Regions from separate parts of the Sus scrofa genome. Here region 2 is linked to region 1. A link is a contact called in public Hi-C data. All regions are on one chromosome and are shown on one strand. Each heading gives the region's core, a stretch centred on a gene start, on an enhancer-like site or on the middle of the called end of the contact. The rest is flanking DNA. Distances are from core to core; before and after follow the strand shown.

Region 1 (6,116 bases), core at 1,443-3,942:
CAGTGCCCCCCGAGCCCACTGCGGATGGCTGCCTGCCCGGCCCCCCACCCTCCCACTGCCCCCATGTTTTCTCTGCAAACTTGGTGTGGGGAGGGCGGGCCTGCCCTGGCCGTCCCAGAGCCGAGGCCTCCTCCCGCCGGAGGGACCCAAGTCCCCGGAGACCTTGCGAGGCGCTGCCCCGCGAGGCCCACCCACCCCATGAAGCTCGGTCCCCAGGCTCTGGGGGGTGTCTGTCCGTGGCAGGAGTCGGCTGAGGGATTTTTCCAGCTTCTCCTGCGTCAGCCCCTCCCAGCCCCTCCCGGAGGCCACGGACCACGGGTGGTCGGGGCCCTTCGTGAGGGGAGAGCGAACACCTCTGACGGCGGCTCCCATTGTTAAGGTCGGAGCAGACTTTGTTTCTCACACGGGAGGGGGCAGGGCACCTGCAGACATGACACGGTCCTCCCGTGTCCCCCCAACCCCGGTGCCTTGAACTTGTGGAAATAAGCTCTCGGCAGCTGTGATCCTGTGGGGGGAGGGCATCAGGATGTCCCCCAATCCAGGGCCCAGGGTCCTTACACGAGGGAAGGGCCAGGTGGAGATGGAGCAGAGGGGGTGAGGCAGCCACAGGCCTGGGGACGCCTGGGACCACCCTTGCCCCCCGGCCCCCCCACCCCCCCAGAGCTGGAAGAGGCAGGAAGGACCCTCCCCTGGAGCTGCTGCAAGGAGCTCGCCAATACCTTGGTGCAGCCGGACTGCCGGCCTCCAGAGCAGGGAGAACCAGCTCCTGTGCTCTAGGCGCCCCTGGTGCCACCCTGTTTGTTTCAGCTGCCCCAGGGCCCTCAGGCAGCCCCGCCTCTCGTCTGTCCCTCACACCTATGTCCTGTCCCCGGGCACCAGCCTCCAGTAGCAAAACCCAAGGATCACCAGCCTGTCACCCCCCTTCTGCACCCCGGCTCGGGTGGGGGTGGGGGGAGCGGAGGATTTGCATCCACCGACCTCACCCCGGGGCTGGGGCTGGGCTGCTGCTGAGATCAGTTGCTGCTGGTGGGGGGGACGGTGGGGGGGAGTGGGTTGCGGCTGTGACCTGGTCTGGGTGTGGCACCAGCAAGCCCTCACCCAGCCCTCGATGCCGCCCCTGGGGCTGGTGACCGTGACCACATCACACACCACCAGCCTCTCCCAACGGCAGGAATTAACTCCCCTCTCGGTCCTGGAGTCCAGAAACCCCAGATCAACCTGCCCAGGGCCGCACTCCCTCCTGAGCTCCGGGGAGCAGGGGGGCCCTCCTGCCTCTACCAGCTGGTGGAGGGGGTGGTGCCAGGTGGCCCTGGACTTGTGGCTGTGTCCTTCCATCTCTGCCTCCATGGTCACATCCCCTGTCCCAGTGTCCCTCTCCTTATAAGGATGCCAGCCCTTGGATCAGGGCCTCACCCCGCTCCACCACGACCTCATCTTAACTCGTTGTAGCTGCAAAGACCCTGTGTCCAAATAAGGTCACATCCTGAGATTCTGGGTGGATACGAATTCAGGGGACACTCTTTGACCCCAAAGTGAGGCAGCCAAGTGGGGTGTGCTGGCATCAGGCTGGGAGGGCGGGGCAGAGGGGAGCCGATCAACGGCCTCACTCCCGCCAGGGCAGGCCAGCCCTCCCCACAGCTGGATGTGCCCCCGCCCAGGGCGTGTGGGCTCTGGAGAGGACAGAGCGGCCCCTGCCTCGGGGCGAAGGTGCTGGGGTGCGGCTGATCCTGTCCAGCCCCCCGCCCTTTCCTCACTGGGGTGGAGGGGAGGGGGCTGTCCTGAGCAGGGCCTTCCCAGGGCCACGACCAGCACCCTCACCCACGCCCCAGAGGCCTGGGCCTGGCTCCTGGCTCCCCACCCAGGGGGACCGAGGGGCCATTTGGGCTGAGCCCCGGGGTGGCACCGTGCCAGACACCAGGCAAATGGAGCCACCAAGTGGGAAGGACATGCAAACAGTGGATTTGCATGAGCAGGTGTCCGGGGCTTTAACACCATGTTCCTGGAGGGGGTGGGGGAGTCTGGGCTGCGGGGGTCCTAGTACCCCCGCCGGAGTCCCCCCCCAACTCTGACAGGGAGAACAGAGGCCAGATCTCCCACCCCAGCAGCAGAGGCACCAGGGCGCTTGCCAAGGGGCAGATGGCCACCCCTTGTCAGAGGCCACCAGGAAGATGGCCCCAGTGTGGGCAGAGCTGGGCAGGCAGGCCCCGGGAGTCCCAGCCCAGTCCCTCTCGGGCTGTGTCACCCAGACAAGGCCCTCAGCCTCTTGGGCCCACCCCGCCCCCCCAAGATGCAGTGGATGCGGTGAGGAGAAGGATGCTCCCGAGGGCCCCAGGCCAGCAGGCCAGCAGTCAGCGCGGCAGCCCTCTGCCCACAGTGGGGACACGCGTCTCCCTGGGCTGAGGGTGGAGGGCATGGTTTGGGAGGGGGCACAGACGCTCATGCGTGTAAGCCCTGCACCTGTGCCCCGGGTCCTTGGGTCTGGCCCCCAGGGCCACGGGGCCTCCCCTCCTGCCCAGAACCCTCCCCGCAAGCAAGAAACCTGAGAAACCGAGGTGGCGGGGTGGGGAGCAGGACATGGCCCTGGAAGAGGGGCCCCCCTGCTCTCGCTCCACCTGGGGGCCGGCATCTCGGGGCTCCTACCTGCCCTCTTTCTCCCCGGGGCCCGGACATGCGGCTGCTGGCCAAGGAGCGGGATGGAGGTGCCCAGAGCACGGTGCCCGCAAGCCAGCTCGCCCGCCCCTCCCCGCCCCACCCACCACGCCCGGTGCCTGGGCGGCCAATGCCAAGACCCGGGCTGGGCACCATCCGATCTCGGTTTACTGGGGCCCACAGACCTGCTGGCCAAAGCCAGCCTTCCTCTGGCCTGAGGGACCCAGTGGCTCCTTGGATGCCACCAGCCACCTGCTGCCACGAGGCAGCCCCGTATGGGGGTGGCCGTCACCACCTCCATGGACTACGCCTGGGGGAGCCTGTGTCACACCCGTGTCTCACTTCCCACGTTTATCTCTCCAGCAACTGGGAATGGCTGAGCCCAGGGTGTGTGGCCAGCTGCCCTGTGGAGGACCCATGGGCAGGGACCGCCCCTCTACTCTGGGGTCCCGTGAGGCTGGGTTGTCACCCCCTGCACCCCCGGGTGTGCTGCCCTAGAGCGGGCACCGCTGGCTAGCCGTCAGGCTGCCAGCACCCCAGGCACTGCATGGACACTGTCCCTTCAACTAGGGGCAGGCCAGGCAGCAGGGCTTGGGGTGTCCCGGAGTCCCGCGGTCCTGACTCACGGGCCTCAAAGCCCTCGGGCTCAACTCTGGGCCTCAGTTTCTCCACAAAAATGGGGATCTAGGTAGCTCAAGTCTTGAGAACTTTTGGGTGACACAAAAGGAGATCAGAGCCTGGGGGACACTTTTCATGTCCCTTCACCAGAGACCCCAGGCCCCCTCATCCTCTGAGCTCGGGAGGGGTGGGGGACCCCACTAGGCCCTGTGCTCTGGGACCCCGGCAGCCTCACCACTCTGGCCCATTGGCCACCAGAGGGCGCCCCAGGACCACAGGTTGAGTCTGGCTGGCGGAGGCGGTCTGGCCGGTGGAGGCTGCTTCGCTCCTGGACAGGAGGCCCTCGGCCCCGGCTGGCCACGTCCTGCAGCTTGGCCTGGAGCCCGGGGCGGGGGGGGGAAGAGGGGCTGTCTGGGGATCCCTCAGGAAATACTGGATTCCAGACCAGGGCAGGGACCCCACAAGCTGTCAGGGCCTGGGATCTAGGGAGAAGGGCTTTGGGGTCCTGGGCAGAGGATCAGACCCAGCCCTGGCAAGGCCGTGGCACTGGACCACACCCAACTCCGCAAGACCAGCCTGGCTCAAAGCCCCCCGCTGGCCTGGCCCCACTGCCCACGGGAGGGTGTGCAGAGCCCTCGAAGCCGGGGTGCGGGGGGAAGATGGCCCTTGCCCGCCCTGCCCTCTCTCCCAGTCCTGCCCGCTACCTCGGCTCCTAGACGCCTTCTCCCCCCACCCCCAGCCCAGCTCCAGGCTCTGCTCCCTTCCTGCCTACAGCCCCCTGTGGCTCCCTATCCCTCCGGCAATAAAACCCGGTCTCCTGCCAGCAGCTCTGCCCAGCCCTGCCCACCTCCACCCTCACCACCCACTTGTTCCCTCGTCCAGCCTCAGACCCGCCCCTTCCCTCCCCCTCCCCGCCCCCTGCCCCTACAACACTGGCTCACGGCCTGGGGTCTCCGCATTACCTGGTGTCATTTTCAGTGAGCTTGCCCCTCCGAAGGGACCATCCATTCCCTTTATGCCACCTGTCCGCTTCCCGGCCGGCGCCGGCGGAGCTGCTGGATGGACACAGGGTGAGGGGGTGGACAAGTGCTGTGTTTCCGTGAGCCTTGGACCTGTGCGCTCCGCTCGGGTGGGCGCACCGCTGCACGGGGGAGGCGCCCAGATGCCCCCTGTGCCCCCTGACACCGTGGGGAGGGCCCCGAGGCCTGTGCCCCTGCTCTGTTTTCAGCCGCCTCCATCCCCTTTGCTCTGGGGCCAGTGCCTTTGGGGACAGGACTGAGTTCACATGACACCTCCTTTGGGGGCAGGCCACGCCTGGAGGAGCTGGCGCCCAGCCCCCAGACCTCTGCCTGTGCGCAGGCTGACCCCGCTCCAAAGCAGGCTGGCCACAGACACGCCCATCTTCTGTCCCCGCCTGGGGCCTGGGGGACACACACGCACACATGCCCCTCCCCTCGGCAGAGACGGCCGGGTCCACTCAAGGCCTAATTCCCAGGAAGGCTCCAGGGCCCCTGAGTCCTCTTGAGCTCCTGGCACAGAAGCCACAACCCAGAGAGGGGCTTGGCTGGCCCTGGGTCTCCCTGCCAGCCTGGGGGCCTCCTCCCACTCAGTGCCACTCTCAGGTCTGCAGGGGGTCCAGACTCAGCTCCTGGGACAGGAAGGGCCCTGTCCTGGTCCCTGGGGGGGTTGCCACTCCTGGTTGAAGGCAGGGCAGGCTCTGCAGGACACAGCCCTCATCTGCCACTTCTGGGTTGACGTGAGCGCCCTCAGTGAAGGCTGGGGACCCATGGGCCCCTCGTTTAGGGGCCATCCAGAGAGAGCAGCCCAGCCTCGGCCCCACTCCCGCATCTTCCTGCCGCCCCCCCCGCCATCCCTCCTTCCTGCCATCCCTCGTCCCCACAGCCATGGCCCGCGTCCCCTCCCTGAAGTTACCATCGGGATCCTCTCCGCCGGGACCCTGCATCGGGCAGGTGACCCCTTGTCCATGGCCTCCACCCCCAGGAGCAGGACGGGGAAGGGGAGGGACGGGGGCAGCCGGCAGGCCTTGGGCCCCTGGCCCCTCGGGCAGTGCCTGCAGTTGGCCACCTCTCTGCCCGGGGCCCCAGTCCTTCCATCAACCCTGGGAGGGGGCATCCATGCGTCACAGACGGGGAGAGAGGGGCCGGAGAGGCCGCCCAGGGGCTGAGCCGGGACTCCCGCTCACCCTCCGGCCCAGACGCCCTCCCTCTCCTCCCACCGCCCTGTGACTGGAGTTGCCTGGGCTGCAGGAAGGAGGCATCTCCCAGTGCCCTCCCCGCCCCGAGGGCTGGGTGGTAAACTGGACCCGCTTCCGTCGCTGTCTCACCCGCAGGAGCAGCCATCCACTCTGGCCTCAGAGAGCAGACCCTGGCGTGGAGTGCGGGGCGGGCTGGCGGGCCCCGGGCCGGAGGAGCGAGCTCCTTGCACATGCCCGCGGGCACCGAGAGCGGCGGCAGGGCGGGCGCGGACCGGTGTGTGTGTGTCTGCGGGTGCATGTGTGTGGACACACAGGCTCTTGCCCTGCGGGTGCAGCCGGAATGCCAGTGCCCCAGCAGTCCACAGCTGCCCCTCTGTCCCCTTCTTCTTGGGCCCTGGGTGTGACGTCTCACTAAACTACAGGCATCTGTGACCCCCACCCCATTCTCCTGAGCCCCCATCACCCGCCCCCTCCTCGACCATCCCGTTAGCCATCAGCTCAATCAGTCGGTCAACAGATGATGGAGCAACTTCCTTGCACCAACGCAGTGCTGGGCCATGTGTAGACAAGAGAGAAATAAGAAGCAAATTAAAAAAAAAAAATTAAAGAAAAGAGAGAGGAGTTCCCATTGTGG
Region 2 (6,116 bases), core at 1,928-4,427, 57 kb after region 1:
TCACCCCCGGGATGTGCGCATCCTGCCCCATCCTGGGTGAGGCCTGCAGCGCCGGCTGTGCCCAGGCCCTGGATCCCTGAGACACGGGCCGTGTCTGGGGTAGAGCGAGTGGCTGCCTGCTGGCCCCTCCCCCGCCCGGACTGGCCTCTTTCGCAGGGAAGACGGCGCGCGTCCTGGGCCGATCAGGCCTCTGTCCGAGGGGTCACTTCAGTTTGTTCTCCAACACCTTCTAAATATACCCTCGAGGGGGTTCTTATCACAGGCTGGGCCAGGCCGGGCCGGGCAGCCAGGCTTCGTGCCGGCCACACTCCGGGGCAGAGTCGGCCCTGCAGGCCTGGGCCCTGGACGGGCCTGCGCTCCCTGCCCGACGGCCCTGCCTCAGGTGGGTCTCCCGTCCAGGGCCGGACACCTCCTGGGTCCCGGCCGCTCCGGCCCCCAGTGAAGTGGATGCAGGGTGGCTGCCGTGACAGCCAGGTCATCCCGCAACCCTCCTAGCCGAGCCCGGCCGGGGCCTGGCCTCCCACCGCCAGGCCAGGGCAGCCCCTCCAGGGTGGGCAGTGGGAGGCCTGGGGGCCCGGCCACTCCAGGTGGGTCCCTGGGCTGCCGTTTTCCTGGAGGCGCGAGGCATAGCCTGGTGGCAGGTGGCCTGTGCCGGGCAGGCAGAGCAGGAGTCTGTTCTCTGCTGGCCGTCTGGGGCTGTGTGACTCTGGGGGGTCACGTTCCCTCCTCCCTCTGATGGGGGACAGGCCCGCTTCCGAGGCTTCTTGTGAAGGCGTGGACGGGAGAAGGTTCTCGCCACCGTGCTTCCCGCTCCTGCCTCGCCGGGGCCTGATGGCAAAGAGGTCAGGGGTCCCAGTTGTGTGGGTGGGCGCCCCTGTTTTCTGGTGGACACCGGGAAAGGGCCTGGGTTGGGGGCACTGGCCCACGGCCGGGGCTGGACCTTCAAGTGCCGTCACCCACAGCCTGAGGCTTGGACGTGGCTGTTGTGTTTCTGATGGTGGAAGCAGATCCGCGAGGAACCACGCACGTGTCCACACACCGCCGTGCCCCCGCCCTGAGAGACCCCCACAGCTGCCCCTCTAGTGCCCTGCAAAGGCGGAGGGCAGCGTGGTTAAGGCCTCAGCCAAGGCCCGTTCTTGCTTGCCCCCGGCTGCCCCCAGGAGGCCTGGCCCTCAGCGGGGACATCCCACACTCCCAGCGCAAGCCAGGGCCCTGTGCTGAGGTGGGCATGGAAGGTGACAGGGCCCTGGGCATTGGGATGAGACATGGGCATGGCATTGATTCTTGTCCTCTGGACGGGAGCCAGGCCGCTAGGCAGGGCGACGGCCTGTGTGCTCCCCAGGCTCGGCTGGACCCTGGCCGTCCCACCACCTGCCCTGCAGGGCTGCCAAAACAGAATGCATGGCCAGTGTGGGGGTGCTGCTGTCCCCCACCTTGTCACCTTGTGGTGGCTGTGCCATGGGGCTTTGGGGACCAGCCAAGATGGGCCTGAGTGCCTCCAGACACCCCAGGGGCCTCGGGCACGGAAGCGCGTCTGCCGGCACTGAGTGGCCAGGGCGAGTGACCTCCTCACCCTCATGTTGGCGAGAGGGTGGCAGACCCTGTCTTCATCTGTGCTGGCGGGGCTGTCACAGGCCCTCCCCGGGGAGCTGACCCGTCCCTGTGCCCAAGCTGTCCCCTTACCTGTGCCGTCCCTGTGTTTGGGGGGTGTGGGCCGCACCCTGGCATGCCCTGCAGATGCTGGGCGAGCGGACGGGAGAGCAAGGCCCCGTGGGCCCGGGAGGCGGAGGGGCTGGCGGTGGGTGTCCAGGCTGGGCGCGGGTCTCCCTGAGGTCTCCCGCCACCCGCCTGGGGTGGGTCTCCTCCGGGGGCAGCCCCCTCCCTGCTGCCTCGGGGCCAACTTGGGGCAACTGGACCACGGCCTTCCCGCGTCCAGTGTGTCCTCGTGCTCTCCTGGCAGCTGGGGTGGCCGCGCCTGCTCCCAGCTCTCAGCAGAGTCCCCCACTCCTCAGGCTCCTCTCTGCCAGACGGTGTTGGCATGCAGTCTGGGGTGGCATCGGGTGTGGAGAGTGGGTGCCCTGTCCTGGTCCCCTGGAGGCCCCGTAGGGCCCTGACTGAGCCCACGGGGGTGGGCGGGGAAGAGCGAGGAGGAGAAGAATGGAGCGAAGGGGTCTCGCTCCTCAGTGCGTCCTGAGCACACCCTGAAACCTTCATTCATTCATTCAACAAACACTTATGTCCCGGGCCTCAAGAGGGACCTTCCGGGGGGACGGTGGCAGAAGGGCCTTTGCCTGGGGAACCCTCGCTCTGTCTCGGGGCAGCAGTGGACAGCAGGTGGTTGAGGAGAGCTGGGCGGGGCCAAGGGCCCAGCTGTGGCGTCAGAAGTCCCCTCTGCAGGGAAGCCCAGGCCTGTGGGGCAGGGGCTACCCAGGAGGCTGGCTTGGAGTCCAACTCCACTTAGAGAGTCTGTGGCCTGGGAGAGCCCCGGTGGCATTTGCATTTTCCAGGCTTACCGGGCTGCCCAGTAGACACCGAGGCACTGAGGCAGGGAGGCCAGTGGCATGTGGGCTGCAGATTCCGGGGCAGTCCTGGCGGCCGCCTGGTGGTGGTGACCCCCAGGCAGTGGAGGCCTGGCCTTTGAGGAGGTGCTGTGCGCACAGGCACAGCCAGAGCGTGAGGTGGGAGGCCCTGTGTCTCCAGGGTCCCCAGCCCAGGCCACTTTCAGAAAAAGTGTCGGCTGAAACCCTGTGGGGCTGAGGGAGGCCCCCGTCTCTTGGACAGAGAAGTGGGTTTAGATCTCCTAATAGCTGCTTGCTGGGCGTCCTAGGGTCTGTTGACTGGGATTCTGCTCGCAGGGCCTTAGGGGGTGTAACCCTCCCCTCTGCGGATTGCATCGCCCACGGGACCCCTTTAAAGCAGGGAGCCTTGGTGCCACTGAACCAGTCTGAAGAAGAGTCAATCGTTGGGGGCCGGGGTCCAGTTGGGTGAGGGGTGGCCCCTGGGAGCCCCGGTCCGGGCCGGGGTCTGCGCAGCGCGGCGCCCAGCCAGCTTCGCCCGGAGCGGTGCCGGGCGCGGGCTGGGCCCGCGGGGGTGGGGAGCTTGGCGTCCCGTGGGGCGGTGCGGTCCCCAGGCTGGGCAGCCCGGGCCGGGGTGGGGGCACGCGTCCTCTGTTTGTTCAGGGTGTTTGGAATCGTCCAGGGTGACTTTGTGCACAGAGGAGCCCCTCCGATAGCAGGGGTTTGAAGGTCAGCACCGAATCTACGAAACCTCCCGCCGCTTGGCCTTGAGCCTCAGGCGCTGCCCTTTGCCGCTGCCCTGCAGGTCCTGCCGGTGGGCGGTCTTTGACCCTCCCTCAGCCTCTCTAGAGCCTGCGGCGAACACAGCAGCTTGGGATGGGACGTCCTTTGCTTAGTTTCCTTTTTTTTAAAACTGTAGAAACCCGCGCTGCCACACCCGTAACGTAAGTTTATTCTGGGCACCACTGCTGCGTGTAGAGCTTGGCGGCGGCACTCACTGCGATCGCGTGGCTCTGCCCCCGTCACGCCGTCGTCCGTCCCCCAAACCGCATCTCCCCAAGTTCACGCCCTCTGTCCCCACCAGACGCTCCCCCCCACCCCCCGCCACCCCGGTCCCCATCCCCACCATCTGCTTTCTGTCCCGATGGATCTGGCGACTCCAGGGCCCTCCTGGGCGTGGGATTCCGCGGGATTTGTTCTGTAGTGTCTGGGTCACCTCACTGAGTGTCATGTCCAGTTCAGCCTTTGTCACACACGGCGTTTTTCCTGGACCAACACACCTTTCAAAGTCTTCACCGAGTGTCACACACGCAGTGACTCGAGCAGGGCGATGCGGTGCGTTCCTGGGCCTGGCATCTCCGCTCAGCACCCAGGGAGCCTGGTGGCTGAGGTCTCTCCCATCAGGTTCCAAGGGCGCCTCCAACAGGCCGCGTTTCCCTTGCGTGTGACATGCATGGTTCTCATTAACTTTGTCCATGTCACCGGGAAACATCCCGGGGTTGAAAGCTGCTTCCCAGGGGCCAGAGGGGCCGTCCCCATGGACTCCGTGGCTCCCCGAGGGTCCGGCCCGTCCCCTGCCTGGCACGGGTGTGGGGGTGGGTGGGGGGGCCGCCTCCTGCTCCCGGGCGGCCTCCTGCTGAGTCCCGGCCCTGGCACGGCTCCACGTTCTTCTCCGTTCCCAGGGCACCTGCTGCTGCAGACGCTGAAATGAAGTCTGATAACATTCCGGATGTCCCTCGGGCGGGCACCCCGGGCCGCAGCTCCCCAGGTGGGTTGGCCGCCAGCGCACAGGCAGGCCATTGTCCTCTGGGCAGCAGCCGCCTCCCGCAGGCACGCACACGCCCTCCCGGGAAGCCGGGCGGGGCGGCACCAGGGGCCGAGGTGGCCTCTGTGGAGTCAGCGCCCCTCCTCCTGCCCCTGCCCCCCACTCCCCATCCAGAGGGCAGGGCCCATTCCTTCCTTCCCCGGGCCGGGTCTTCTGCTCTTGGGGTCCGTGGCTGCCTGATCTGGGGCCTTGGGACAGGTTGCTGGGACGGGGTAGTGGCCAGCCCTGCAGAGGCAGGAAGGGCTGTCAGCACCCCAGGCTGCTGTGAGCCCCCCCACCCCCCGAGGGCAGGGACCTGATCCCGGCACCTCTGAGGGTCCCGGGCCCTCTCAGGGCAGGTCGGAAGGGACCGAGGCGCACTATTAAGTGATTCCTTCTGAAACAGAGTGGGCAGGCATTTCGAGAGCTGCTTGGCCTTCGGGATACAGCCAGGCTGAAAAAGCCCAGCGTGTGGAATGATGAACGCCACGCCTGCTAAGGGCCAGCGGAAGTATTTTTCAGCAGGTGACCAGGAGATGCTCCTGGGAAAGGGTGCCCACCCTCTGGGTGCCTCCGAGCCAGGCCCTGGGATAAGGACCCCACCTGAGGTGCCCTCCGTGCAGGCCTGTCCTAGGCAGGGCCACGCTGGCCGGACCTTCCCCCTGGTCAAGGCCGAGTCTGGATCTCCCAGCTGCATCCCCTCCCCGAGGTCACCGTGTTCCCTGGGCACAGCCAGACAGGACAGGTGAAGACAGGCCTCCAGGTGCCCCGGCCAGTTCAGGACGCCCCCAAGGCCTCGCCTGGGGCCCCGCTGGACACACGGTTCTCACAGGCTCTCACCCTGCTTTCTGACTGGTGGCTGAGGTCACCCTAACAGCGACAATAAATGGTCAGTTGCCACCCTGGCAGCAAAAGTCCTACAGGGACAGGCCACTGGGGGAGTGATGGTGGCCTCCTGGGCCCCAAAGGACGGGACGCTGCACCGGCTGCGAGGGCCCGGGAGGCAGAGGGCGCCGCCTGGGTTCTGTTCCCGTCCTCGGCCTCGGGAGGCAGGAAGGCAGAGAGCTTAGAACTTTCTAGCACGTCCTGGCCGCAGAAGCTGGAGGACGTGGGGCCCGCAGACCGGGGTCCTGACCCCGAGCCAGCGCCTCACTTTCCTTGCTGAGGGTCACTACTGGCTTGGGACAGTGGCCTGGGGCGCAGGGCACCTGACAGAGCTGCAGCTGGCCTTGCGGGTGTGGGGACTGTGGGTCAGCGGCAGTGTCTGTGTCCGGACCTGCACACCTGCGCGTGTGTGACCTGGGGTGGCAGACGGGGCTCGGCTGAACCGAGGGTCCCTGTCGGGGGTTGTGCTGGATCACCGGGGGTCCCTGTCATCACGGATGTGGGGGCACAGACAGAGATGAGACCACGCGCGTCCTGCTCCCTGTCCCTCCCCGGGGCTGGCCACATCACCCCGTGGCTTGACCACGCATGGTTCACCCCCGGAAGCATAGAGCCCTGAACCCAGTTTCCCATCCGTGGCGTCTGTTGGACGCTGCTGCAGCCGTGACCTCGTGAGGACTCGTGTCATCATCTGCAGAGCCTGGCCGGGTGGCAGTCTGTCCCCGAGCACCTCCTGTGTCCTCACGGCCATGGTGGACAGGCTCTACAGGAGGAGAGGGTATGAGACGACACGCTGGTCCCAGCCTCGGGGCAGGGGGCACAGGGCTGCCTCCTGAGTCCCTGCCTGATGTCCGGCCACGCCGTTGTCTGCTGCCCTGATGACATGGCTACGGGCTGCGGGCTGGGCCTGT

What was found. A called contact is a pair of places that touch in the nucleus more often than the background predicts.
Region 2: a Hi-C map of fetal liver shows a contact between it and region 1, with 1.9 times the contacts expected there. The contact joins the enhancer-like site here to the promoter of TRPM5 in region 1. A contact is called at or near these places in 3 of 5 promoter capture datasets (fetal liver, fetal skeletal muscle and liver), 34 of 47 Hi-C or Micro-C datasets (adipose tissue, alveolar macrophages, blood and 17 more) and 2 of 2 datasets of contacts at active chromatin or transcription factors (alveolar macrophages and skeletal muscle).

What each region holds. Positions count from the first base shown.
Region 1 is chr2:1,662,243-1,668,358 of Sscrofa11.1, forward strand. TRPM5 (transient receptor potential cation channel subfamily M member 5) reads right to left here and starts at 2,693. Exons shown (of 25, transcript XM_021082618.1): 1 at 2,641-2,693. The coding sequence starts at 2,670.
Region 2 is chr2:1,718,409-1,724,524 of Sscrofa11.1, forward strand. The region is part of intron 1 of KCNQ1 (potassium voltage-gated channel subfamily KQT member 1); the gene reads left to right. Among named protein-coding and RNA genes, the nearest start is that of KCNQ1, 46 kb to the left of the region's middle. Within about 2 kb of position 3,178, at least 5 of the 83 cell types and tissues checked have an H3K27ac peak or open chromatin away from gene starts, as enhancers often do. A contact at or near this core is called in fetal liver, where this site is marked.